Regions from separate parts of the Mus musculus genome. Here region 2 is linked to region 1. Evidence: chromatin contacts called from public HiChIP or PLAC-seq data. All regions are on one chromosome and are shown on one strand. The core of a region is the stretch at or near the end of the contact, and the rest is flanking DNA. Distances in the headings are between cores, read along the strand shown.

Region 1 (2,543 bases), core at 26-2,525:
GGAAATGTTCTTCGTTTTAATAGAATGCCAGTGACCAAAGAAAGAATGACAGAATATCATTGTTTGCTAACCCCACCAAATGATGGAACGTAATAGAAAATTTTTTAATTGTTTCTTAATGGCTGCCCAAACTATATGGACATCTGTATGCCTTTCGTGTTAAATTTACATAAAAACAAAACAAAACAAAAACATTTGTGAAATTTCAGCCCCGACTATCGTAAAATTTACCATAATTGGTAATTTTTTCTACATGGTAATGGTATGGTAGTTCCATTTTTAAGAAGTGGTCCTTCCCCTTCAAAAAGATATCAGGCTGGGAAGATAGCTCGTCAGGTAAAGCCTTGATTGTGCAAGCACAAAGATGTAAGTTAGGGACCCAGAACCTAAGGGGAGAGAAAGTCATGCAGGCACGGTAATACTCTAGCTCTAGGGAGACAGAGACGGGCAACCCCTAGGACTCTTTGTCAGACACTCACTCTACAGCAAGCAGCAATCCAATGAGAGACCCTGTTTCAAAAAAACAAGGTTGATGGCGTCTGTCTCTAAGGAATGATAGCCAAGACTGACCTATGACTTACACACACACACACACACACACACACACACACACACAGATAGACAGACATATATAGATATAAAGTATCTATAATAAAATGACATAACTCTGAAACTCAGTTTAAGTAATTGAGTTGAAGAAAGATAAGCATTTGTAGCAGGTTGGAACTGGAATCTTAGATGCTCTCTGTAGGCGGACTTGTAGCCAACCCCTGAACTGAGCACAGGGTCCTCCTCAATGGAGGAGTTAGAGAATGGACCGAAGTAGCTGAAGGGGTTTGCAACCCCATAGGAAGAATAACATCAACCAACCAGAATTCCTAGATATCCTAGGGACTAAGCCACCGACCAAGGAATTCACATAGAGGGACCCATGGCTCCAGCCGCATATGTAGCAGAGGGTGGCCTTGTCAGGCATCAGTGAGAGAAGAGGCCTTAGTCCTGTGACAGCTTGATGGAATGCGAGGGCGGGGAGGTGGGGAGTGAGTGGGTGGGTGGGTGAGGAACAGACTCATAGAAGCAGGGGGAAGGACATAGGATAGGGTCTTTTGTGTGTGTGTGTGAGAGAGGGGGTGTTTTCTTTTTTACATTTCAAATGTTATCCCGGAAAAGCGGATATTGCAGTGCTATATTGAAACGTTGTCACCCTTGGGCTGTGCACAGAGCTTTCAGAAGTGGGTCACTGGGGATGAGCCTTTGAGGGGTGTAGCCCAGGCTAGCTGCAGTCTGAGTCCTCATCTCCCGCTGCCTCATATTCTTGCCGCCATGAGCTACTCCACCACCAGGTACTAAACCTGAGTCACAATAAATGCTTCCTCCCTTAAGTAAATTCCGTCAGGTGTTACAGGAGTGAGAAAAAATAATTAATATACTCTGGACTCTGAGGAAGATGGGTGTGGGTTTCATTTCTGTGGTGGTTTGAATGAAAAATGCACCCCACGGGCTCACAGGGAGTGGTACTATCAGGAGGTGTGGCTTTGTTGGAGTGGGTGTGGTCTATTGGAGGAAGTATGTCATTGTGGGTGGGCTTTGACTTTTTTTTTTTTTAGAAGCTCAAGACACGCCCAGTGGCTCATTCTCTCTTCCTACCGCCTTTAGATTCAGATGTAGAAGTCTCAGATACCTCTCCAGCACCCTATCTGCCTGCATGCCGCCATGATGATAATGGACTGAACCTCTGAACCTGTAAGCCAGCCCCAAGTCGAATGTGGTCCTTTCTGAGACTTGCCTTGGTCATGGTGTCTGTTCCCAGCAGTAAAACCCTAATTAAGACAATTACTATTTTAATTTTATGTACATTAAAACTATTTTGGAGCACTGGAGAGAGGGCTTAGTGGCGAGAAGTGCACACAGCTCCTACAAAGGATGGGAGTTTGAGTCCTGGCAGCCACGTGGTCCCTCGAAGTTGCCTGTAACTCTAGTACCAGAGGGAATCTGATGCCTCTGACTTCTGGCCTTCTCGGGCCACTGCACTCACATGCACAGCACCAAAATAACAGTGATGGTGATGATGGTGATGGTGATGGTGATGATGATATGGGGGAGGAGGAGAGATTCATTAAAAAATTTTTTTTCTTTAAAAATTAAAAGATCTTCTGACAGAAACTGCTTTAAGGTTTCTAATGACGGTTCAGGCTTTCCTTTTGTTTAATAAAACTAAGGCAGGAGTTAATGAAGATAAGAATAGCATTCCGTGATTCCAAGACATCGTGGGTGTCATATTGCTACTCACTAAGCTTAGATTACAGGGGACGTTAAGCCACAACAAGGGGAATGTTTACAGCGGGTCACGTGGTCAGTAGATAACCAATTCAGCCGCCCAGATCCCGTTGCCCTTCATCCTCTCTGGCCTCTTCCCCCTCCACTCACACACGGGCAATCTACTCTCCTACAGCTCCCAAGCCCAGCCCACCCCACCCCTTTTCTCCACCATGTCCTGCCCTGCACACCCGCTCCTTTCTCTGCTTCTTTTTAGAGAAGGTTTT
Region 2 (2,543 bases), core at 15-2,514, 300 kb before region 1:
GGTAATGTTTCAAAGTCAAGTGGCTAGAGATGGCATGACAGGCGAGTCTGCCAAGCTGTATGAGAATGCAGGCAGATGACAGGGTAGATGAGCCTAGGAAACAAGGGGAAGAGAAATGGAAGAAGACTGATTACAGACCTACAGGAGAACATGCCTTCCGCAAATTAAGGATGTATCAGATGGGAAAATGGATAAAGCAAACTGCTTTCAAAACTCAAACCTAGAACAAAAAGCTATTGTGAACCAGACAATAGCAGACAAAAGAAGCTCTGCAGGACCAATTTTCATGGTGCACGCAGTGCCACACGTTTCCGTAAGCAAACTTTGTTCGCTCCCCCAACCTAAATGTCCAGTATAGATTATTAATTAGTACCCAGTCACATAAATCTCCAATCTTGTAAATATGGCAATTTTCTTTCCAAACGCTATATAACAAGCTGTGTAAACTGTATTTCCAAACTACCCAAATCCAACTGCTTCTCGGTCTCTAGCCCAATTCCCTGCTCCTGCTTGACTCTCACTCCTTCCCCATTCAGCCCGCTTTCTACAAAGCAAAGTGATGGTTAAAGAGGAAGTGGCATCAAAAACCTTTGCTATTCATGTACAACAGCAATCAGAACGTATTCAAATTACTCTTTTCTTTTACATTTATGCATTTCCTTTGTGTGTATGCAGAGGTCACAGGACAACGGTAGGACTGCTCTGTGCGTGAGCTCTAAGGTGGAGCTTGGGTCATCAGGCTGGCACCTTACATAGGGCCAGAACATGGGCCGGATTCTTCCTTTATTTTTTCATGTGTTAAGATGTTTTGCCTGTTCATGTCTGTTTATGACGCGTGTAAATAGAAGTTCTTGAGGAAGCCAGAGACAATGTTATATCCTCTGGCCCCTCAGTCACTGATGGTTGTAATCTGCCATGTGGGTGCAGGGAACAGATCCTGGAGGGCTCTGAAAGAGCAGCCAAGTGATCTTAATCTCTGAGCCATCTCTCCAGCCCAGTCTGAATTCTTTAGCAGATGTTTACAAGGCTTCCTATGATCTGAGATATCCCTTGGATAATTCACTGATGTCCTCTCGTTCATTACATGGACTTGTTGACTGCTCCTTTGTCAGGAAGTGACTTACTAGAGCGCCCTAGCTTTCCTATACTCAAAAGGCTCAGTCACGACCACTCATTCCGGGAACTATCATTCTATTCTCAGTACTCACGTTCCACACTAACTCTTAATTCCTAAGACAGAGAGGCTTTTTGCTGATTCACGTAACCCTGACCTCCTCACACATCTCATGAGCCTGACTGGGAGGCTTTGTCCTACTTGTTACAAGAACTGCAGGGTTTCCTCGGTTGTGTTTATTGTCTCCGCCCATTACAAGTCAGCACTGAGAAAAACAGGAACTTCATTACTTGTTATACTATTGATTGGGTCTTGGTACAGAACGTTATTCAGGGCAGCCCTCATCAATAATACATGATGAGTGCATAAATGTCACAACACCTTCAGTAGCTTCTTGGGATCTGCAGAGGCAACACTATCACTAGGATCATGACTTCAGCTCTTGGGTTTCACACACTGTGTTAGATTCAGAGCACTACTCTTACAAAGGAACTTAATCCTGGCTCCATCACTTGCCATCTACAAGACCTTACAAGTTCCTTAACATTTCATGGAGTTGTGAAGATTAACACACAGTAAATACTGGAATACCAGCTTCCCCCTCATTTTTAATGTGCACATGACAGTTGAAGGACCCAACAAATGATCTTAATGTCAAAGAAAAATGAGGCAGTTTAATTAACTGAGTTTCCACAGAAAGTTTATACAGGAAAGCTTAATGATCTCTTTGATCTCTAATCCACATGAAAGGAAAGATTATACTTTACTAATAGCTGAAACTAATTGATAACCAGAAAGTTCCTCATTCCCTAAATTGTTTCATCATTAAACTATCTAAGGGCATATACCAACAGTATGTTCGAGAAACTTATCTTCTTCATTATATAACAGCAAATATCTACTAAGTGCTTCTCATAAACAAAGTCCTAATGGCACAAAGACAATCAAGACACACAATAAAAAACAGCAGTGTGTTTACTAGATAGTAAGCTCACAGCATCAAGGAGAATGGTCCTATCCACATACATCTCTCCAGTGCATACAACAAGCACGCCAGACTCAATTCCTAAAGCAACTAGAAGTTACTTTGCCTGGGCATCCCAACGTCAGGATCTTCACTTTTAAATCGTGTCAGTTATGCTCTCTTGCTCTACAAAGTCAATTGCAATCTCAGATGTCTATCAGTTAGAACTAGGTACTATACCACCACACACGAGTCAGGACTCTAAATCCTAGGAAGACTTATTTCTGTTTCCAAGTAGCCTGGGGCCTTTGAGAATCCAGACACAAATGTCTATGGTTCATCGAGACAGCTGGTTAACTAACTGCCTACATATAAGACACACACTAGGAGACACTAGATAAACTTTTCCTTATCCCACTTCCAAGATTGTAAATACTTAGCCGAGTAAGAAAAGACTATTCCAAC

Evidence for each region. HiChIP or PLAC-seq counts read pairs in DNA pulled down with a chosen protein or histone mark.
Region 2: an H3K27ac HiChIP or PLAC-seq map of embryonic stem cells shows a contact between it and region 1, with 3 times the contacts expected there. The contact joins two enhancer-like sites. A contact is called at or near these places in 7 of 484 Hi-C or Micro-C datasets (B cells, the C2C12 cell line, the HPC-7 cell line and 4 more), 8 of 115 datasets of contacts at active chromatin or transcription factors (the NIH/3T3 cell line, bone marrow-derived dendritic cells, double positive thymocytes and 2 more) and 1 of 9 other capture datasets (embryonic stem cells).

The regions. Positions count from the first base shown.
Region 1 is chr10:116,807,171-116,809,713 of GRCm38.p6, forward strand. The region is part of intron 13 of Myrfl (myelin regulatory factor-like); the gene reads right to left. Among named protein-coding and RNA genes, the nearest start is that of 4930579P08Rik, 79 kb to the left of the region's middle. Within about 2 kb of position 1,276, at least 9 of the 459 cell types and tissues checked have an H3K27ac peak or open chromatin away from gene starts, as enhancers often do. A contact at or near this core is called in embryonic stem cells, where this site is marked.
Region 2 is chr10:116,512,122-116,514,664 of GRCm38.p6, forward strand. The region is part of intron 4 of Cnot2 (CCR4-NOT transcription complex, subunit 2); the gene reads right to left. All of the region lies in intron 2 of Gm31593 (a long non-coding RNA gene), which reads left to right. Among named protein-coding and RNA genes, the nearest start is that of Gm31593, 4.4 kb to the left of the region's middle. Within about 2 kb of position 1,265, at least 26 of the 459 cell types and tissues checked have an H3K27ac peak or open chromatin away from gene starts, as enhancers often do. A contact at or near this core is called in embryonic stem cells, where this site is marked.